6 separate regions of the Mus musculus genome follow, and all the other regions are linked to region 6. Evidence: chromatin contacts called from public HiCAR-type and promoter capture Hi-C data. All regions are on one chromosome and are shown on one strand. The core of a region is the stretch at or near the end of the contact, and the rest is flanking DNA. Distances in the headings are between cores, read along the strand shown.

Region 1 (3,497 bases), core at 412-2,911, 2.7 Mb before region 6:
TTTTTATAATAAGCATTCATTATTTTTTGTTTGCTTTTGGTTTTCCAAGTCAGGATTTCTCTTTGTAGCCCTGGCTGTCCTAGAACTTGTTCTGTAGACCGGGCTGGCTATAAGTGCACAGATATCCACCAGCCTCTGCCTCCGGAGTGTTGGGGTTAAAGGCATGCACAACCATCATCTGGCTAGTATTTATTACTTTTGTAATCAGGAAACATAAGTGAGGTGGTAAAAATGTAGGCAGCAGTTGGTCATTTTAGGTATACATGAGAAAATAACTGAAAATGAGGTTGCCAAAAGATCCTCTGTGCACATTTGAAATAGTACTGACAGAAAATAATAGGAACTAAAGTAGCATGAACAGATATGTCATGAATGCTTGCCATGGCTCAGGAGTTACAATGGCTTTGGCAGAAAGGCTAATCTGGAGAGGATGAGCACCCTTCTGAGACTAGAACAAACTTTGAAATGGTGTGCTATACATTTTAGGTAAGTGCATCTTTTAATCCAACATCAGAATTCTATTTTGTCTTGACACAGTGTTGTTGCTCTATTGCTTATGCTGACCTTGAACTCACGGCATTAGCCTACTGAGTGATAGGATTACAGGTATGCATTACTATGCTGGGTGAAAAAAAAAGTTTGTTTTTGAGACTATGTAGCCCTGGTTGGCCTTGAATTCACAGAGATCTCTCTGGCATGCTTGTTGAAATTTCAGTTTTTAAAGCAAGCATTTTAAAGTGAAGAGATGAGAAAAAAATGAGTCTCTATAGGATTTCTGTGTGAACCCGTGAACTAGGATTAACTAGTCCCTTTAAGGAGAGTAAAATTGGTGATTGTGACATTCTCAGATTCAGATGATTCATCCTTCTTCCTTGATAATACATGTATAATGGTATTATACATCTCTTAAATTCTGCCTTTAACTTTCTAAGATCAATGGCTTACCCAGAATCTATTGTAATTCTTTACACTCACAGACAATGTAAACTCTTTCCAAATAATACCTTTTCAAAGACAGTTTTGATGGATCTTCTTACTTCGGATTCTATTTTGGACTCATGTCAACTTAAATTTGAGTAACTTTTTTTTTTTGTTTTGTTTTGTTTCTTTTTCGAATTTGCCAACTATCATTGGATAACTTCAATGAGTTCTCCCTTATGTGGGTCGAATCAGGTTATGTCTGGGTAAATAATGTTATGCAAATCAGCAACTATTAGTTTTCATGTTAAGCGATTAAAAAAAAGCTTTCTGAAAATTTGATGACCAGTGCACTGTCTCTTTCCCAAATGGGGAATGTGGGTGGGTTCGTTCCTCAGATTGAAAGGCTGCGTCTTCCGTTCCTTTTGTCTTCTTAGAGGATTAGGACTGTCATGGCGCTTTCAAGAAGAGAGAGAAGGCCTTCCTTTCGTCCGGCAGAATTACTTGGGGGCACCTCGACTGGGAGGAGGATGGACAGAGAGACAAGAAGACAACGCTGGCAGGCAGTCTGCCGGAACCCCGCAAGGGGAGGAGACCCGGCAGTAGACTGCCTTGAGAGCCTCGGTCTGTGGGAACCGCCCCCCGCTGCCCTGTCCAATGGAAACCTGGCGGCGGTGCGGCACCGCCCACTGTTGGTCCGGACGCCGCGAGGGCGGGGCCCGCAGTTCGGTTGCGCTGCGGAGCGCAGCTGTGAGGGAGTCGCTGGGATCCGAGGCCCCGGAACCCGAGCTGGAGCTGAAGCGCAGGCTGCGGGCGCGGAGTCGGGAGGTGAGCTCCGGAGAAAGAGGCCCTGGAGGGAGGGGCTCGCGGAAGGGCGGCAGGATGACCCCGAGCCGCGGGCCGGCAGGACGCGGCCGGCGGGTGCTGTCGGGCGGCCCTGCTTTCTCGGGAGTCAGGCCCGACCTAGCCCGGCCCGTCGCAGCTGAGGGGCCACCTTGGCCCCAGGGCGCCGCCCGCCCTCCTGGTGTCTCCGGCGTGGCCGCGGCGGCCCGGAATTCTGCGGGCGCGGGTCGGGGGGCCCCGGCGTTCTCTTGGAACTCTGGCCGCGAGAGGCGGGGCAGGCGGCGCGGGCGGGGGCGGGGCGGGGGCCCGGGCCCGAGGGCCTGCGGAAGGAAGCGCGGCGTCCGGGCCGGGCCTGCTCGCGGGGCGGCGCGCCGAGCGCGGGGGCGTGGTCTGCGGCCTGACGGCGGGGCAGGGCTGGCCTTTGATGAGGTGGCTGTGGTGCTCGGTCTCCTGGCCGGCCACTGTCTGTCCGCCGCCGCTTCCTTCCAGATACTGGCCGGGCGACCTGTTGGAGTGTTGACAAGCTGAGGGCCTCCTCCCTCCGAGCTTGCATTCTCTCCGACTGAGCAGTTCTGTTGACCTCAGAGGCTTTCTGGGTTTCCTCAGAGCGGCCTGTGGCTGCGAGCTATGCGGGGTGATGTGCAGAGGGCTTTCAACTAATAATGGAAGCCGGGAGAACAACTTTGCGAGATGACAGACAATGCCCTGTAGTGAATGTACTATGCGTCCTCAGGGTAGCTAGAGGCTTCGAGGAGATACCCTCACCGATGCAAATGAGCTTTTCCACAGTGATCCCTGTTAAAACTGCCAGCAGCTCTGAGGCAGAACCCCCAGTGTTGCACACGTTTCTGCATCTCTTGCGGGAGTGCTTGGAGATCTTTAGGCACTGCTCTTATTTTACCTTCTGGGACATGATTGGGAGGGCAATGTGCTTTCTGGATGTTTGTCTCTGATGACAGTTCATCTTTTCTCTAAGTGCCCCGTGGAGGGGCTGCCTGTTTCCTTGGTCCTGTAGTTTTAGATTCCATGGGCTTTGACGTTCCAGAGTATATTCTGTATCTCGCTAGACTTTCACTTATCCGTTCAGATTGGATGCACATTCTGCGAATGTAGCTGAAACAGACTTTATTATTTTCTTAGCTCTTTGATAGGGGACGGAGGAAAAAGTGATCCTTAACTCATCTTTTTTAGTGGTTTATTAAGACATGCACGCAACTAATAGCTGTCTTGGCAGACTGAGGAGGCTTTCAAGGACTTTCCTTAGAAATTAAAGTGGGGAAGTATCCTACCAGATTTCCCCTCCCCCGCCCCCGTCCCGTAGTGTTCTTTGCGTTTACTAGAGCGTTAATACAAGTCCCTCGATTCAGATAAAACTGTATAGGCTGGGGAGAGATGCGTAGAAAGGGTCGCAAGAGAGTTGTATGGCCATTCTGGTGTTGATTGCAGGTCTTAGGTATTCTGAACTGACTCTGGAGTGCAAGTTTACTTTCCAGGGTATCGCTTTCTTACTAGACTGCTCTTCCTTGAGTTAATCACACACAGGTTTCAGTTTTTTTTTTACAGTCTGTGTTCATTTGATTGTCCCTTTTTTTTTTTTTTTTTTTTTTTGGTATGGGTTAATTAGAAACTTAGGTTTTTCTTAAAGCAACTCTGCGCCTATAGAAATGTTATTTTTAGTACTTTACCTATAAAAACTATAGCTTGAATTATTTGTTTCTGAAGGAGGTAACTGGTAT
Region 2 (3,582 bases), core at 509-3,008, 2.4 Mb before region 6:
AATACATTGTGTGACGGTGTAAGATCTTTGTCCTGAGGGAATAACAGAAGCAAAATACTGCAGTATAGCAGCAGCTGGCACTGCTACTTTAAAGGCGTGAGTTCAGTGTCCTGCAGGCAAGTGAGGGGCTTCCTGGACAAAATGAATGCCCTCAGCTCTAACAATATACTACTCAGTTCCTTTCTTTCTCTTTCTTTCTTTTCTTTTTTTTTTTTTTTTACATTTACTTATTTTGGGTATGTGTGCATGAAAAAATCACAAGACAACTTGTGAGAGGCAGTTCTCTCCTTTCACCATGTGGGTTCCATGGATTGAACTCGGGCATTCGGACTTGGCAGCAAGTGCCTTTTACCTACTAAGCCATCTAACTGGCCCCTCAGCTTATTTCCTTTGCTAAGATTGTATTTTTAAATTATTAATTTCGAGACAGGGTTTCCCTTTGAGGCCTTGGCTATCCTGGAACTTGCTCTGTAGACCAGGCAGGCTATGCATTCACAGACATTCGTTTTTGTTGTCTGTTGGGGGTTGAGTATATGCTTGTGTGTTCCATGTGTATGCAGGTGCCAAGGATATCTGAAGAGGGCATCAGATCCTTCTGGAGCTCAAATTAGAGGTGGTTGTGAACTCCCCTGATGTGGGTACTGGAAATGGAGCTCAGATCCACCGAAGAGCAGCACACAGAACCATCTCTCCAGCTCCACCACTCAGCTTCTCAAGAACATGAGATATTTTTATAATTGACCCTTTGAGTTGTGACCTCTGCCAGGAACCCTCTACATCTTTATCAGACTTGAATTTGTTCTTTAGGATCCCTGAAATCACCATTCCCCCCAACAGATCTCCTTTCTTTGTATATTTACATGAATTTGCTTTTATCCCTGAACCTTAACTTTAGTTGACTTATTCATCTGTATTCTCCCACTTGTTATGGCTGCCATCTTGGTATAGTTTCAGGCCTCTGTCAAAGAGTTATAATATTAACTATGGCTTAGTTCAATTTTCCATAAATTTTATGACAAATTAACACTACTATTTCCAATTTTTCAGATGTGGAAGCTGTTGTCCAGGGTCATGCCAACATCATAAATACAAAGAGTAAAAAAGAAAAGAGGTTTCGATGCTCAGGTTTGTTAAGCCACTAAACATGCTATCTCAATATTTTGTTCCGAGTAATAAAAGAATGAACAATAATAAATTGCTTCTTTACTAACTTCATAAAAGGAATAAATTCGAGAGCTGCAGATAGGGACTCCTTGCTCCGGATCTGGAGGCTTAGGCTTAGGCGCCGACCACAGGATCCTGGGAAGTCTGATTTACAAGGCAGCAGGAAAATGGGTGGCTCTGGACCGGAACCAGAAAATAAAGTTCAAATACTCACCGCCCTGCCCCAGGAGTGGTATACGCGGCTGCCTGACTCTGACAGGTCGGAGTCGAGGACTAGGTCAAGCCTAGGAGCCTTGTTTATTGATTAATGGACCAAGGCCACGGAAGCACTTCTTCCCAATCGCCCTCTGCCACAGGAAGTTATTACTAGCCTACATGCAACGCCTAAAATGTCCGTATCCTGCACAGCACTCTGAGAGCCTCTCCCCGCTTTCTGGTATTGTGACTCCCTAGTGCTATTCACATCTTTAAAACTCTGCGAGTCTTGAAAGAGGAACTCCAACATTTCTGTCCAGAGAAGCCTCAGGGAGGTGGGAAGGAGGAGGAGAAGTGAGCGGGAACGTAGAGAGCGAGGGGTCGGGGTTTCCGAGGGACACATTTTGAGATTGCACCCGGCTAAGGATGGCTGATCCTACCCCTCAGCTAGATGCGCCAGCTCCCCAGGAAGTCAGTAGCGAGTTTAAGAAGCCGGTTTTACCAGTGCCTTCCGCAGTACGGGGTAAGGCTCCGGCCTCCAGTCCCTCCGTTTCTGAGGATGTGAAGAAAGAATGTCTCGCGGCGCAGCTGGACTCTGGATGTGAGGAGCCCGAGGTCCCGCCACCGCAGCCGGACAGCCAGGAGACCGGGGGTCCACCGGTGGAGCAACTCCGCTCCCCGCGGGTAGCTCCTGCGTCTGGCGGTCCGACCCGGGCTCCTCCGTACCGAGAGCCATCGTGGGGCAGCCCAGCCACGGCCCCCTACAGTCTCGAAACCCTGAAGGGTGGCACCATCCTTGGCACCCGCACCTTGAAAGACACGAGCTGCTGCTTTTTCGGGAGACTTGCTAGTTGTGACATATGTCTGGAGCATCCTTCCGTGTCTCGGTACCATGCTGTACTACAGCACCGGGGGGCGGATCCCAGCGGAGACTCTGAGGGTCATGAGCAGGGCTTTTATCTCTACGATCTGGGAAGTACCCACGGCACGTTCCTCAACAAAACTCGCATCCCACCCCGCACTTACTGTAGAGTCCACGTCGGGCATGTAATGCGCTTTGGAGGCAGCACTCGGCTCTTTATCCTTCAGGTAGGTAGAAAAATCTAAAATAAAAATCTTGGGACTTCACTGTTTTTGGTTTTTCAAGACAGGGCTTCTCTATGTAGCCCTGGCTGTCCTGGAACTCTCTCTGTAGACCAGGCTGGCCTCGAACTCAGAAATCCGCCTGCCTCTGCCTCCCGAGTGCTGGGATTAAAGGCGTGCACCGCCACGCCCGGCGATTCTGAGTTTCTTTAAGGTTTAGTTGAGTAAAAGGATTCTGGTAACCAATGACAAAAGCACAGGCCTCATTCTGGACCCACAGGTCTGTGTACGTTGCTGTGTCTCAGAAAGTAATTTTCTCACTTCTGAATCCATATATGTATATATTTTACCCATGATTCATTAGGGACCAGAGGAAGACCGAGAGGCAGAATCTGAATTAACAGTAACACAGTTGAAGGAATTGCGTAAACAGCAGCAGATATTATTGGAGAAGAAGATGTTAGGTGAAGACTCAGATGAAGAAGAAGAAGCAAATACCACTGAAGGGAAGAGCAGTAGAAGTGGTCAAGATGATGAGCTGGGCTGCACGTGGGGAATGGGTAAGAAACTACTACTGAAGGTGGCACCCTCAAGTGCTTTTGATCATACAGCTCAGAAGGCCTACAGCTGAAGTAGGGTAAATGTAATTTGCAAGCCCAGGGTCATTAACTTTAGTGAGTAAAAGTGTTGAATTATGGGCATTATACATACACCTCTTTCTCACCGTGTAATTTGCTTATTGCGTTTATCATTTAAACACACACACACACACACACAGAAAGAGAGAGAGAGAGAGAGAGAGAGAGAGCTTTCTGAGTGCTAATTATCACCTGGAGGGCATGGAAAAATTTACTTCATTTCTTTGGCTGAGAAATCAGTATTTGATATTTTTTCACCTCTCAGGCTATTTTCACAAAGTACAAAACATTCAAGAGGTTATTGTATAGCTCCACATTTTGGATGATAGATATTCAGGCTTATAAAAAGATAGTTGGTGAGGGCCGAGAGATGGCTCAGTAGTAAGAGCACTATCTGCTCTTTCAGAGAAAGCTCAGCCCTCAGCAACCACGTGGTGGCTCATAATGATCTATAATGTCATCTGATGCCCTCTTCTGGCATGTAATTGTACATACAGATAGA
Region 3 (3,432 bases), core at 625-3,124, 2.4 Mb before region 6:
TATCTTACTGCTTTAGCTTTCTGAGTGCTGAGATTACAGGTGTTATATAAAACAAATTAGCCACAGGTTTGAGCTTCTCCTGCTACTCCAATCCATTAAAAACAACAACAACAAACAGCAATGGGCCTGCTTTTATTTCCAACATAATGGGTGGAATTTCTCTTGTACTTGGAAAATGATTGATAGTCATTTATACAGTAGCAATTTCAAAGCTTGCTTTTCTTTTTCTCCTCCTCCTCCTCTTCCTCCTCTTCTGCTTTTGTAGAAAAGTAGGGAGGAGATCCAAGGTCATCGGAGAATCTCCCCATACAAAGCTTCAACTTGCCAAATTGCTGATGCCACAGCCAGGAGTTGGGTCAGTAATTACAGGTGTTTACAGCCAATCTTTCCAACCTGAATTCCATCTCTGAGACTCACATGGTGGGGAGTGAACTAACTGAACTGTATGGGTACTGCCAGAAAAATAATGTTACCTGAATCCCTGCCAGAAAGTAACACAAGCCAGACAGTGGTGCCCAGAGAGGGCCTGAGTCAGGAAAGGAGAATCACTATCCATTTGGTATGGTACGTTGCTCACTGATCCTGGAGCTCATTAATTTGGCTAAGCTAGCTGGCCACTGAGCTCCAGGGATTCTCCCATCTCTAGCTCCCTAGCACTGGGATTATAGGCACAATCCACAATGCCTGGGCTTTTATGTGAGGGCAGGGGTCTGAATTCTGGCCCTTAAGTTTGTGCAGCAAGCACCTTACTAACTGAGCCCTCTCCACAGCCTGCACATGTCATAATAAAATGAGATATCTATGTATAGATATATACAAACTTTTTGTTCTTTAAGAGTTTTATCCACGGGGGCTGGTGAGATGGCTCAGCGGGTAAAAGCACCCGACTACTCTTCCGAAAGTCCGGAGTTCAAATCCCAGCAACCACATGGTGGCTCACAACCACCCATAATGAGATCTGACTCCCTCTTCTGGAGTGTCGGAAGACAGCTACAGTGTACTTACATATAATAAATAAATAAATCTTAAAAAAAAAAAAAAGAGTTTTATCCACTTTCCAAGAATGTCAACAAAACCCAGGGCCACCCTTGACTCCTAGCCCTTTACCTCACTCTTAAAGGGGACTTTTTAGGAGTTTTCTGGTTCCCTTGAGCCTTTGGTTCACCATCTTTTCTTCTTCCCTTGGACAAATAGCCATACAGATGAGCAAATAAGACATTGGTCACAGTCTCTGTCATACAGGGCTTTCCCTCATGAGGTTCGTCTCCCTTCCTCTACCCATATCTTCCGGTATTAATTATTCAGCCACACTTCAGCCACAAACGCTGTAAGGTTCTTTAGTCCCCTTTGCATTAGGCAATGATTGCCAGAAAATGTATCTTCCTCTGTTAAAGTACAGTATTCATGCTATCTTTCAAGTGTTACGCTAATTTTTACCTAATATTTTCTAGAACATAATGACGTTTAATTTTTTTCTTCTTCTTCTTAGACAATAAAATAAAAGGTAGAGCAACACCTTTGTTATAGGATCCTGACAGATCCTGGCTTGGGAATCCCACCTCATTACTCCCTTGGGGACACGAGCTTAACCCTTTCCGGGTCCTATCTCACTCCTGTCAACCCTTCCTGGTTCCCTACACTACCCCTCACTTGTGCAAAGCCACTATAGCATCAAAGTGACCCCTGCAAGTCAGATGCCAAAAGCCGGTCAGGCACCCACTGCAGTAGGTTCGAGCGGTTTGGATAGTCTGGCCAATCGCAACCCTAAACTCAGAGAGGCCGGATCGTTCGACCAATCGTAGCCCTGTACGCAAGAGGACGGATTTTCCTACCAATCGCAGCCCGGAATTCAGAGAGCCCGCAGGCCGCCGGGCGATCCCTGAGTGGTGGGCGTGGCTGAGGAAAGATGGCGGCGCCCGTGGCTCCATCCGAACCCCAGGCTTCCCGGGCTCCTCAGCCCCCCGTGTGTCTGTTGGTGTTGGGAATGGCGGGATCCGGGAAAACTACCTTTGTACAGGTGACGTGCACCGTGCAGAAGCGGTAGTGGCGCCTCAGGCCCGGGAAGAAGGGAGGAAGTTGTCTGGGGAATCTGCGGGTCCGGGCGCGTGGTTTTCTCGAGCTGTCCTCTGACTCCTTTCCTTCCCGAAGCCTCGAACCCTAGCCTGGGTCACTTGAGGCCGGCTCCTGGGCAACCTTAATGCACACTTGGTACAGCTGAACTTGTCTTGCTGCGAATTGGCAGCTTTCCGAAGGCCCGGGCCTAAAGAGTAGGGGAGTGTAACGTCTACTACTCTGGTTTGCGTGAAGAGTTGTGAAAGAATCACTTCGTTCGACCTACCACGTTCTAAGCTCTGAGAGTACAGCGGCAATGAGATCGACAGGGTTCTTGCTTTCACGGAGTGAGTGTTTTAGTGGAGGAGACAGAGGAAGAAAACCCTTGGAGGGGCAGAGTTAGCGAAGCCGTGACGGAGAATAGGGAGACAGGTACTGGAACTAGATGGCTTTTTAAACTCTTCAGTGTTGAACACGCTGAGGGAAGAAGGAGATTGTTACAGATTTTATAAGCATGGTCAGTAAAGGGATGGGAATTCTCGGGGCCCGTTCCTATCCTTTGGTCATCACCCTCCAACCCTGGCTCCTTGTTTTTGCAGAGGCTCACAGGACACCTGCACAACAAAGGCTGTCCACCGTATGTAATCAACCTGGACCCAGCTGTGCATGAAGTCCCCTTTCCCGCCAATATTGGTGAGTGCCTGCCTGCCTGCTTGCTTGATTTCCTTTTCTTGTCTTTTCTTTCTAAGCTAGCTAACTATGTACTTTTCTTTTCTGTGGATTTGCCTGAGTTCCGGAACAGGCTTCTTGCTTATGCAGATTTATCCCTCTTATGCACTATCCCCGCTCACCTCTCTCTCATGCCCTCGGTGTGTGAAACCGTTGAATTGGTTTGAGAATGAGACATGACATTAGGTCGGGCTGTCACCTGACACGTGAATCCTTTGGTTTCTTTTGTCAGAGTTTATAAGATTTGCTGTAATTCACTTTATAGGCAGGTTCCTTCCATTTCCAAAGTTGTGTGTGTGGGGTGTGTGTGTAAGAATATGCACTGTTCTGAGGAGAGCTTTCTGATTGAGACTATCAAAAAGATTTAAGTATTGGTGTGATCCAAGGGAGCCTGAGGCAGAATATTTAGAGTTCAGAGTCAGTCCGACTTGCATAGCCAGACCTCGTTTGGAAAAGAAAAGGTGGGCGTGGGGGTAGATTTGTTATCAAAGTGTCTGTGATCCACTAACAGGGCTCTTGGATGTCCAGGCTTCCTGACTCCTAGGCCTTAACTGTCAGGGCTAGGGTATGAAGCTTTCTTACCCCAAATACACAAATTGGGTAGGGAATCTTGTTTTGAGAATCATAGGTTAGGTCAGGCGGTGATGGCTC
Region 4 (3,741 bases), core at 926-3,425, 2.7 Mb before region 6:
GTCTGGCAGGATCAGCGCATCTGTGGGAACAATGAGATATGGGCCATTAATCCAAGCATCCCTATCACCACCAACCCATGTCCCAAGATGCCTGGTGTTCTTTTTACCTTCTGATCGTCGGGGCATTGTCCCCTCCTGCTCTGTGGGACTGGGAGGCCGGGTTGGTCGTGGAGCACAGCATCGAAAGCCACAGGTTGGGCAGGGAGGAGTGGGAGGCCCTGTGTGGGTGCGCTGATGCCGCCTCAGGTTGCCCAGGCTGCTGCAGGCAAAGGGGCAGTGGGGACAGCGGTAGGGCTTCTCGCCAGTATGGGTGCGGGTATGTCGCGTCAGGTTGACGAGCTGGGCTGAGGCGTAGGGGCAGCGGCCACAGCGGAACGGCTTCTCCCCGCTGTGTGTCTGCATGTGCCGCTTCAGGTGGCTCGAGTAGTGGGACACGAAGGCGCACAGCCGGCATGAGTACAGTAGCCGTGGGGGCAGCGGGGGCCCCCCACCCGGCCCTCCTGCCCCACAACACGGCCCCTCACCTGTCGGCCCCCCACACAGCTGACAGGCTGGGCCTGGCCTCTCACCCCTGGCCTCCCCTGGACCCCTGGCTGGTTCCTCAACTTCACTCTCCGCACTTAGTGCGCGGCCGCCCCCAGACTCGTCGTCACTCAGCCCATAGGGAAGTCCAGGTCTGGCCCCCTGAGAGTCTCCTGGTGAAACGTAAGGGAAAAAAAACAACCGGTCAACATGGCTCAAGACTGAGTTCCAAACTCTCACTTCTCACATGTAGCCCCACTTACCCTGCCTCATCCTTGATTTGGTCCTACCTCTGAGCCTAATTACTAACACCAGGGTTGACATGTCATTTTTAACAAATGGAAAATATCATGAGCTTGAAGTAGGGTGCAGGCTGACGTGAAGCAACGTTAATTCTTGAGACAAGAAAAAAATATAAAGATCCCAAGATCTTTTTTGTAAGCTCTGGTTTAGTAAGGCTCCTTTTTATATAAGGCTGGTTATGAAATGAAAGCCTTCTCAAGCAGGCACAATTTAGAGGAAGTGGAAACAATGTAGTGCAAATTACACAGAAAGGGCAGATTCGTTTATATGGTTTTTCTCTGACTTTAAAAAATACCCCAAAAATAAATGAGAGACTTAAGGATAGAAACTGAAACCTCAGTACAAAAAGGATCTGCTGCTACTGGTCAAAAAGGAGTTTTAAGAGTAGCTTATTTACATAATTCCCTTGCATGAACCTCTTGAGGTGCGCATAAGAACTGGGGCTACCCACCCCTGTATTCACACCACCTTTAGCCCGAACCCGAACTTCACCTCAGCAAAATGATGCTGCTGAGGGACCTTTAGGGAGTTCTAGGTTGTAGAAAGTGGTGTTCGGGTCGCTGGCACCGCCTTCTAAAGGGCTTGAGTTACCAATTGCCACTAATCCTAAACCACGACCCTTAAACACACCTTCAGAGTCTCTCTCAAAGCCCATGAGCTGGTCGTTGTGGCCGTCACCTTCATCCTCTTCCTCTTCCTCTTCAAACTCCAGATCTTGGCCTAGTAGCAAATCGCTCTCCAACACCAGGGCCCCAGGACCTTCGTCGAAGGAATCTTCAGTATCCACTAAAGAGGGGAGGGTGCTTGTGGAATCTCCCTCCCAAGCAGTACCCATAATCCGAACCAAGGAGCCAGCTGTTGTGAACTGCACTTCCCGTACTCGATGACCCTCAGGTTCCTTTAATACTCTGGTAAGGAGCGAAGATCCCAGATCATCCGCCCCTAACCCTCAGGAGTCCCCCTCCACCCTGACCTGAGCCCACTCTACTGACCCCACCCCTGTTCCTCCCGGCTCAAGGCCCCTGACCCCTGACCTTTGACCCCCTCGCATTTCACGGGCTGTGGATGGCTTTGCTTCCTTCGGGGCATCGTGACCGGCTCCAGCCCGACGCGCCTCCGGCCCGAGGCCTCCCGGCCCCGCCCCTCCCAGTTCGGCCCTGCCGTCGGTCCTTGCTCTTAGGATCCACGAACCGCCCCCATACACCGGTGCGGGCCCTGGGCAGCCCCTGGCCCCGGCCCCGGAATCCAGCTCAGGTCGCTCCCGCCGCCGCCGCCGCTTCCATTCATGGAGCCCCCTACCCCCCTCCGAAGACCAGCTGGTACCTCCGTACCCGCTTCCGCTTCCGCCACCGCAGAGCAACACGGGATGCGTAGTTCATGGGCTGTACAACCGGAGCGCAGTCGCAGCATGACCAGGAAGTGATTGTGATGCGCTGCTAGCCAACCAATCAGAAGCTGGACGCGTAACCCAACCAGCCAACCAGGAAGGTGGTACCCTGCCCCCTCCATATACGAACTAGGAAGTCGTGCCTGAAGGCGAACAGCGCAGGATGGCCTCCAGCGGGCTGCTTACTCAGGAGTTAAGACTCCCAGCTCCTGCTCCACATTCACTGCCCCCTCTCCAGAGGCTCGGGACACACACAAGCATGCAGCAACAGCCGCCCACCACATATGGGGCCAGGGTAGGAGAGTAAAGCAGGACACTATGAGCACGATTAGCTTTTGTTTGGCCTTTAGTCTGAAAAAGTGTTGCTTGAAAGTGTACAACAGAGAGCGGGTGCAAGCGGCTAGGGGTCACAGAGCCGCCAATAAAAAAGAATGTCCTTAAATAAAGTGTTCACAGAGTAAAAATCAGAACTACCAGTCCTTCCCTCCAACACAACAGAGCACAGGCACAGAACCGATAGTCGATGAGCCCAAGGAGAGTAAGGAGGCTTAAGAGGACAGCAGAGCCTCCCAGGCTGCCGCGTGGGGGGGGTGGGGGGCCCTCTTTGTAATGGGCTGAGGAAAGCCACCCAGCCCCCTGCACACCTCATACCCACTGCTAAGGCTAAAGGACAAGGACAAAACTCAGTCTCGGGTCCAAGGGCTCAGAAAACAGTCCACATGGGCAGGGTCCGGTTGACCACTAGTCCCTCTTGGCCTTCTTTTTGTCACTGTTGCCGGTGTCTTCAGCCCCCTCCGTGGACAGTGCCTCCTCCAGTTTCCTCTTGCCACTCTCTGCCTGAAGCTCTACTGTGTTTCGGGGCTTGAAGCAAATGATGATGCACGTCATGTTGTCACACCCTGTACCATCCCCAGAAGTGTCTGGCGCCAGGCACTGATCCAGCAGCTACAAAAAGGTTAAGGCAGTTTAGCCATGGGGTTTGAACCAAAGTACCACAAGAAGGCTTGTCCTTGCTAATACAAGAAGGCAGGACAGAAGGAATGGGCAAGTTATCACAAAGAAGAAACCTGTGAATTTCTGAGGCCCAAGGCTACATCAGGGAAATGAGGAAAGAGCCACCTTTTTAATCAAAGTCATCTAGTGTGTACAGTGATTCTACTCCCAGCCTCTGCTCACATCTCAAGAGATGTGTCTGTGTAAACCAGGCGCCTGCCTCCCAACTTTAGACTCACCTCTTCCACAATGGATGACAATAACCGAAGCTCCCCGTTTTCATCACGTTGACTGATCTTTGATTGAATAAAGTCTACAACCTCCTGGCTGCTCATCACATTCCTGGGTCAAAAAATGACAATCAATCTTTAATCCTACCAAAGAGAGGCAGGTAGGCATCAGTACTGACGCAGGCCAATTTCAACACCCCTGTAAATGCTCCTCGGCTTGGCCTGGGGCTTAGTGCGCGTTTTCAAAACATTTTTAAAAATAATTATCTATTTTAAGTAAATGAGTACACAGTAGCTATCTTCAGA
Region 5 (3,908 bases), core at 994-3,493, 2.6 Mb before region 6:
GGGGCCAGAGGCATTCGCTTGACATCCAGACGAGGATCCTAGAGGAGACAGGAGTTGAGGGGTCAGGAGCTGCCCATCACGAAAGTGGAATGCAGCAGCTCTCCCAGGCTTCTCAGGGCCCACAGCCCATTTCCCCCGCGCCTTTCCCGCCTCCGCATAACCCGGGTGCCCACCCCTGCCCCCACCCGCGCGGTCTCATCAGCCCACACCCACCTCCCGGGTCCTCGTGGTCGGTCAGGCCTCGGGGGGCCGCTCGGTGCCCAGAGGGCGGCCCATCGCCAGACTGGCGCTGGCCCTACCCCATTCTGACACCGGCCCGCCAAGGCGGGCAGCGACGGCCGAGCTGCGGGCAGAGAGGGCAGAGGCGGAGTGGCCGCGGGCGGCGGGTCTGCCGGCCCCCCGGCCTTCCCAAGGGCCCCGCGTGGTCTGACTCTGAGCGGGGGGCGTTGCCAGCGAGGCCTGCGTCCCCGGTGCAGAGGACAGTGCGGCGGCCAAAGCTGGTCCCCTGCAGCGGGATGTGACCGTCCCGGCGAGCCAGCCGCCGCCTTCTGCAGAGCTGGCCCGGCGCGCTCCGCTGCAGCCGGGCTGGGACGCGCTGGCCTGTCTCGCCGCCGTCATCCCTCCCCCCTCTCCCCCCAGCCACGTTCTCCCTGGGCTCCTCCCACGACCCTCCCTATGGCGGCCTGCCGGGGCCCCTATCCCTTCCTTCACCCTCCCTGCTCTAGCCGATTAACTGACTAGAGCCACCAGGACAGGCTCAGGTGTGAGGGTCTTGTGCACCTGAGAAAGCACCTCCTTCCCCGCATGAAATTAGCCAAGTTAGGAAGAGGCATTCCATCTCCGAATGCAGGAGGGGGCCACGAGCAGAGGATGATGGAGATAATTATTGTTTTAACAACCTCTTGGAGACTGCGTCAGCTTTTAAGTCTCTTTTCCATTCATGATCTGATTTGATTCCATTCGCTTTCTCATTCACTCTTTCGTTTATTCAGCAAATATTTACTGATCATCTTCTATGTGCCTGGCATCATTATAAGAACTAGAAAGGATTAAAAAGAGGGCTGGGCATATAAGAGCAATTTAAAAGCAGATCTCTCTCTCTCTCCCCCCCCCCCCCCCCCCGTGGGTGTGAGTGTAACACATTCCTTTGAGAGAAATCGGTTAACCCACACCTCAGGTTTTCTACCCTTAAAGCATAGAAACATGAAACAATTGTTAGAATATCAATAGTGTCAAACACTGGACAAGGGTCTTTTTTTTTTTTTTTTTTTTTTTTTTTTTTCCAAGACAGGGTTTCTCTGTGTAGCCCTGGCTGTCCTGGAACTCACTCTGTAGACCAGACTGGCTTCAAACTCAGAAATCCACCTGCCTCTGTCTCCCGAGTGCTGGAATTAAAGGGGTGCATCACCACTGCCCGGCAACAAGAGTCTTTAAAAACCTTCTGTCACTGTATGAATAAGTATTATTCAACAACTTGTTAGTTGTTGCATTCATTCAGTAAACATGTAGACATGTTAGGTCCTTAAATTATTTCATATGTTAGCTGAGTATGAAATCTGTGTGATCCTAAATAGCCAACCACTTGTCTGAGGCTGTTTCCTCATCTAAAAACAATGCCAACAATGGCTTCTATGTATCTATGTGTCCATGTGTCCATGTATCCAATGATGTCTGCCATTTGGGAGAAAGTGGGTCAGGAGAAATAGAGACTGTGGTATTTAGGGCAATTTCTTGGTCCTCGTTGTTCTTAGCAGTATTTCTATTTCTGTGACATCTCCTCTGTGATATCCAGTTCAGTGTTCGCACACCTGGGGTCCAGAAGCGTCTATTGCTTTTCTTTCAGAGAGGAGCAGATAAAATGAGCCAGTGGGGCAGGGAAGGACTGCATGCTGACATGTGATCAAGCCATGACCTGAGTCCTCTGACTTCTACTGACCCTGATCTCTGGCCTTTGGAGGCATTTGGGCCACAGATTTGTTCAGGGATTCTTTCTGACCTGGGTGTTCTGCAAGGGCAAAAGCAAAGAACGTCTGGTCCTCTTCTCCAAGGGCAGAGGCTGGCAAGCCAGAGTATACGCAAAGAGGACCCTCAGGAGCTCCTGTGAGGGCTGGAAGCCCCGGCGACAGGAACGGGTGTTGAAGAGAGGGGCGTAGGGGGTGGTGTTTTGAGAGGCAGGGTTCTTAGGTTAATCATCTCCATGGCTCAGATAAGACCCTGCCAACTGGAAGCAAATTATTGGGGCCAGAACAGATTGCGTGAGTGCAGAGGCAGGCGGGTTGGAGAGTCTGCAGTGTGGGACCATGCCAAGCACCAAGCGGTATCAGCATGTGATCGAGACCCCTGAGCCTGGGGAATGGGAGGTAAGGTTCTTTCTCCATTTCAGCCTTCTCTTCTGATTCCTAAAATACTGTTAAGTTTGGACTGGCCTCAGCTCTGGACTTCTACTCCCTCTTCTATTTTTTTTTTTTTTTCTTTTGCTACACGGTCTAGCCCAGGCTGGCCTCAAACTTGCTATGTATCTGAGGATAGCCTTGAACTCCTGATCCCTTTGTTGCAGCTTCACTTTCCAAATGCCTGAATTGCAGGCACACTTACCATGATAGGCACCTTTCCCCTTACCTTTCCTTATGATCTTCCTTTCCTAATAGGCTCAGAACATCACATGAAGACTAAGTTTTTAGTATGTGAATGGTGTGTGCCTTATGTGTGCATGTATGTGCACAAGTCGGTGTGTGTGAAGTATGTGAATCTAAGCCAAACACTGGGCCTCCTGCCACTCCCACCTCCAGTCCAGCAGGCATAAGGCAGACTTTGGCTTTCTGTCCCTACCCTTGTGTGTCTCTAGTTGTCAGGGTATGAAGCAGCTGTGCCAATCACAGAGAAGTCCAACCCACTGACCCGGAACTTGGACAAAGCAGATGCAGAGAAAATTGTTCAACTGCTGGGGCAGTGTGATGCTGAGATATTCCAGGAGGAGGGGCAAATCATGCCCACCTACCAGGTGACCCACAGTCAAATCTCAGACACTGCAAATAAAGATGTCAAGTCGGCCACACTTCCACCTCTACCCTCCTGATACAGGAAATCCTGATCCCTCTCCTTCAATCTCAATCCATCATCTTCCATTTCTTCCTCCCCTCCCCATTCCCATTTTTAAAATTTATTTATCTGTTTTGTGATGTGGAAGGATTTGTTCCATGAGGAAATGTGTGGAAGTCAGAGGACAACTTTTGGGAATCAGTCTGTCCTTTCACCATGTGGGTCCCTGGGATTAAACTCAGATCATCAGACTTGGCCACAATCCTCTTAACTCACTGAGTCATCTCACTGCCTTTCTCTCACCTCTACCCCCCCACCCCATTTCTCCATCCTGATTCCTGTCCACTCTCTACAGCGACTGTACAGTGAGTCAGTTCTGACCACCATGTTGCAAGTGGCTGGCAAGGTCCAGGAAGTGCTGAAGGTACAAATTCCCCACCTGCTTCTCATCCATCCAAACACTTCTGTTCCCTCCAACTTCCTCCTTCCCGGGTCTCCACTTCTTGTTTTTATAAATCTCAGTTCTTTATTCTTTTAGTCTTCCCTTTGGATATTTTTTGTTGTTTTAGTCACTGATAATAGTTATGACAGCTACCAGATGGATACTACTTTATCAGCAGCAGTGCATTTCCTTTGAAAATATTATTATTTTTTAAATGTTTATGGCTGTTTTGGCTGCATGTATGTCTGTGTACCACGTGTGTACCTGGTGCCCTTGGAAGGCAGGAAAGGATCACAGATGATTGTGAGCTGCCATGGGGTCCTCTGAAAGGGCAGCCAGTGTGTTCATGGCGGAGCCATCTCTCCATCCTCAGCAATGCACTTCCACACTCTGTACATCCACAAAACCCAGTAAAGTTGGTATTATT
Region 6 (3,583 bases), core at 633-3,132:
GACAGACAGACAGACAGACACATGGAGACCACAGGCACCTCACCTCAAAAATGGAGTACTTCCTGAACAAGGCCATTCAGAAAGCTAAGCCATAGCTGGGAACTAGGACAGTGGTGAGCACCAATTAAAGAGTATTCCTCCAAAGCAACAAGTCAGGAAAAGAAAAGACAATCCGGGTCAAAATGGGTAACTCACACACAAAAAGAAAGCTAAGCAGCAGAACAAGCAAATAGTACAAAGTTCAACCAAACAATCCTACTAATATCTAAATACCTGACCTACTTGTTTTAGTGAGTATAATTCAATAAAACCATTTTGAAAGGCCACCTGGTATAATCCTACTGTCACCTCCAATGTTACTTCTAGAGTTCACATGAACATGTATTGTATCAGTCACAACAGAACAAACATGAAACAGAAAAACACAAACACACACACACACACACACAAAATGAATGAGAAAAACCAGCCACAACCTAATCGTCCATTTGCTGTCTGCTTGAAGAATGGAACCCCATAATTCGGAGTAAATCAAACTGTCTGCAACAACTTGGATGAATCTGTCCAGGTGTTTACCAACAGAAGACACACCCACACCACACGGAAAATGAATATAACGTGGAAACCTGTTGCCGTATTAAATTCAAATGAGGCAAACCCCAAATACTCGTGTGTGCTAGGAATGCACACACGATTGATAACCCTGCCAAAATAAAACCAAAAAAAAAAAAAAAAAGCCTCCTGCAGGAAAGAGGAATGGAGGTGCTTTGGAGGGACCAGCCTTGTTTTCATGTGTGGAGATAACAGGAGTCATTTAGCTAGCTCTCAGTATTTTTTAAACCGAATAAATATGCAGTTTTGTGTATATGGTATAGTGCAGCAATAAAAATTAATGATATAAAAATAATACAATAACTGGAAATGTTTAAAAACTAAGGTAACTCGGTGTTTTTAGCTGCTATCAGATGTAGTGGCCCAGACCTCCAGAGATTGAGACTGGAGGATACCAAGTATGAGATCAACCTGGGCTACACAGTGAAACTATACATATATTATTTGCGTATGTATTTGCAAAGCATAGTATAAGTTAGAGAGATGCAATGTGGAACAAGAGTACACTGAAAAGAAGCCACAGAATAGCCGGGCGTGGTGGCGCACGCCTTTAATCCCAGGAGGCAGAGGCAGGCGGATTTCTGAGTTCAAGGCCAGCCTGGTCTACAATGTGAGTTCCAGGACAGCCAGAGCTATACAGAGAAACCCTGTCTCAAAAAACAAAAACAAAACAAAACGCCACAGAATAGAGATGAACGCAAGCCGACTGATATTTGGTAAGGCAAAAGCAACAAAATTAAGGTCAGCAGTCACATGGAAAGTTGCACTAACAGCCCCGAACCAAGAGTAGCTTCGGAGCTGAAGCATCCAGCACTGCGGAAGGGGCGGGCCTGGCTGTTGTGGCCATGGCCCCACGACCCCCGAACGCGACAGCGCCCAGCGGCTGGAAGTACTAAGGTGTAGGGGCTAACGGCGCCAAAACGGAGCTGCGCGCGGCCGGCGGGAGAAGGGCAAGGTGCGGCGCCGGAGCCGGCGGGAGGCAGGAGCGGTGCTCCGGCCGGAGAGAGGCTGGCCCGCGTCCTCACCTCGTCCACGGTGCGGCGCGGGAGATGCAGCGTCCCGAGCAGTAGCTTGAGCTTCACGGCCGAGGAGAGGCGGTGGAAGCAGAGGCGGATGTTATCGATGACCGCGGCGGTGAGCAGGGACGCGATGCTGGGTGGCGCCCACAGCTCGTCCGTGGCGCCCAGCTTGTTGTGCAGCCACAGGCCGGTGTCACTCTCCCTCATGGAAGCCATCTTGGCGGCGGCAGCGCGCGTCGGCCGGCATCTTACGCGGACGCCTACGTGTCCCCGGCGAGGACCCCCAACATGGCGGCACCCGTTGGCGCGGGGCGGGGTCTCGAGTGCAACTGCAAATGGCCCCGCCTTCTGGAGGCTTCGAGCCGAGGCGCAAGAACAGGGAGTGGGCGGTGAGTCTCCGCGAAAAGAACTCTGGGTTTCCGTAACGCATGATGGCGGCACCTACTAGGGCGCCGGGCAATGCCGTAGCCATTTGAGTCGCATCCGTGTGTCGTCGAGATGTTCCGCTCAGAGTACCGCAGTGAGGCGCAACAGTTTGGTTTCCCGGTGTGCGGCTCATTGGAAGGAGTCCGGAGAGCGCGCTGGGCTCGTTCTCCACAGACAGTCTTGAATGGCCCTTGCCCGTCCTGCATACAGTGCTGCCTCAGGTCCGCATACAGGTCCGTTCCGTGTCGGGGATGTCACTAGGCCATTTCCCATGGTTATGTGGTCGCGATGGCTGTGGTTAATCATCAGGGCAATTGCAAAGTAGTTCAGAGTACGGTCTTTCAAAGGCTGATCCTCCACAGCTGCTGAGAAGCCTAAATTCACCCTGTAGTGTCTCTCTTTATCAGAACTTGACAGTGTAGTTCTGTCCATCCTTCGAACTCACTCTGTAGACCAAGCTGGCCTCAAATTCCGAGATCCACTTACCTCTGCCTCCCAAGTACTGGGATTAAAGCCCTAGGCCACTCACAAGGCAGTGTCAGCAAAAGTGGCAGTAGGGCACGACTCTGGTCACAGATATTTAGGAGATTGAAAAGGATCGGTTGGGCCGAGGAGGTAGAGGCCATCCTGTGCAAAATAGTGAAACGAATCTCTTAAAACACTAAGTATCCTGGGAGTGGTGGTTCATGTCTGTAATTCCTGGAATTTGAGCTCAGATAGGAGGGTTTGAGTCCATTTTGAGCCACAGAATGAAAATATATAACTAAATGTAAATTGTTTTCTCCTAATTGAAATATTTCATGAAGAGGGGAGAGCAGCTCTTAAGACTTAGCATGGTAATTAAATGTACAAGCCTGAGGAAACTTGGAAAGGCATAAGACTCACTAGGCCACTTCCCATGGTTATATTAACAACTATTGACAGAAGAGACTGTGGAATTGCCTGATTCAAGGGACTGGGAGCCTCAGGTATCCAGCATTTGGTGACAGCTGTAGTGGAGTGGTCTTTCCTGACACTTTAAGTTACTCAGACTTGCCTGGTGGTGGTGGCACACACCTTTAATCCCAGCACTTGGGATGAAGAGGTAGGTGGATTTCTGAGTTCGAGGCCAGCCGGGTCTACAGAGTGAATTCCAGGACATCCAGGGCTACACAGAGAAACCCTGTCTTGGAAAAAAAAAATGTTGCTCATCCTTGAAGTAGGTTTTTGCTACTTTGTGGGTTCTTTTTCCCACCCTTCATCCTCCCATCCATTTCACCCTCTATCATTAGATAGAGAAGGAAGGATAGAGGAGGAGGAGAGAGAGAGAGATCCCTGAATCTAGTTTCTTCTTTGAGCACCGCTACTAACAAACCACAATCCCCTCCCCCTGCTCCCAATGGCTAACAATCACCAACTCCACTTATCAGGGCTCTAGCATTTATATACCCTCTGAAAAATTCCCAGAATTTCAAATGCCACACAAACACAGAAACTATCTGCAGCTGGCAAAACCATGGCTCTGCTAATCAGTCAGCTGCTACAAA

Evidence for each region. Promoter capture Hi-C pulls out the DNA fragments that hold promoters and counts their contacts. HiCAR-type assays count read pairs that join an accessible place to other places.
Region 1: a promoter capture Hi-C map of liver shows a contact between it and region 6, with 6 times the contacts expected there. The contact joins the promoter of Nrbp1 here to the promoter of Nelfa in region 6. A contact is called at or near these places in 2 of 39 promoter capture datasets (hippocampal neurons and liver), 1 of 115 datasets of contacts at active chromatin or transcription factors (astrocytes) and 1 of 9 other capture datasets (liver).
Region 2: a promoter capture Hi-C map of liver shows a contact between it and region 6, with 7 times the contacts expected there. The contact joins the promoter of Slc4a1ap here to the promoter of Nelfa in region 6. A contact is called at or near these places in 1 of 39 promoter capture datasets (liver) and 1 of 9 other capture datasets (liver).
Region 3: a promoter capture Hi-C map of liver shows a contact between it and region 6, with 6 times the contacts expected there. The contact joins the promoter of Gpn1 here to the promoter of Nelfa in region 6. A contact is called at or near these places in 1 of 39 promoter capture datasets (liver) and 1 of 115 datasets of contacts at active chromatin or transcription factors (astrocytes).
Region 4: a promoter capture Hi-C map of liver shows a contact between it and region 6, with 7 times the contacts expected there. The contact joins the promoter of Zfp513 here to the promoter of Nelfa in region 6. A contact is called at or near these places in 2 of 39 promoter capture datasets (liver and pre-B cells), 1 of 115 datasets of contacts at active chromatin or transcription factors (astrocytes) and 1 of 9 other capture datasets (adipose tissue).
Region 5: a HiCAR-type map of astrocytes shows a contact between it and region 6, with 7 times the contacts expected there. The contact joins the promoter of Gckr here to the promoter of Nelfa in region 6. A contact is called at or near these places in 1 of 115 datasets of contacts at active chromatin or transcription factors (astrocytes) and 1 of 9 other capture datasets (adipose tissue).

The regions. Positions count from the first base shown.
Region 1 is chr5:31,239,257-31,242,753 of GRCm38.p6, forward strand. It overlaps Nrbp1 (nuclear receptor binding protein 1), which reads left to right and starts at 1,662. Exons shown (of 18, transcript NM_147201.2): 1 at 1,662-1,746.
Region 2 is chr5:31,525,237-31,528,818 of GRCm38.p6, forward strand. It overlaps Slc4a1ap (solute carrier family 4 (anion exchanger), member 1, adaptor protein), which reads left to right and starts at 1,759. Exons shown (of 14, transcript NM_001347328.1): 1 at 1,759-2,448; 2 at 2,807-3,002. The coding sequence starts at 1,786. Supt7l (SPT7-like, STAGA complex gamma subunit) reads right to left here and starts at 1,526. Exons shown (of 5, transcript NM_028150.2): 1 at 1,379-1,526.
Region 3 is chr5:31,492,867-31,496,298 of GRCm38.p6, forward strand. It overlaps Gpn1 (GPN-loop GTPase 1), which reads left to right and starts at 1,875. Exons shown (of 14, transcript NM_133756.5): 1 at 1,875-2,017; 2 at 2,652-2,745. The coding sequence starts at 1,907.
Region 4 is chr5:31,200,128-31,203,868 of GRCm38.p6, forward strand. It overlaps Zfp513 (zinc finger protein 513), which reads right to left and starts at 2,176. Exons shown (of 4, transcript NM_175311.4): 1 at 1,860-2,176; 2 at 1,456-1,611; 3 at 108-695; 4 at 1-20. The coding sequence starts at 1,914. It overlaps Ppm1g (protein phosphatase 1G (formerly 2C), magnesium-dependent, gamma isoform), which reads right to left. Exons shown (of 10, transcript NM_008014.3): 9 at 3,445-3,547; 10 at 2,541-3,157. The coding sequence ends at 2,954.
Region 5 is chr5:31,295,320-31,299,227 of GRCm38.p6, forward strand. It overlaps Gckr (glucokinase regulatory protein), which reads left to right and starts at 2,244. Exons shown (of 19, transcript NM_001374741.1): 1 at 2,244-2,360; 2 at 2,846-3,001; 3 at 3,395-3,463. The coding sequence starts at 2,301. Fndc4 (fibronectin type III domain containing 4) reads right to left here and starts at 613. Exons shown (of 7, transcript NM_022424.6): 1 at 214-613; 2 at 1-38. The coding sequence starts at 14.
Region 6 is chr5:33,934,389-33,937,971 of GRCm38.p6, forward strand. It overlaps Nelfa (negative elongation factor complex member A, Whsc2), which reads right to left and starts at 1,883. Exons shown (of 11, transcript NM_011914.3): 1 at 1,638-1,883. The coding sequence starts at 1,847.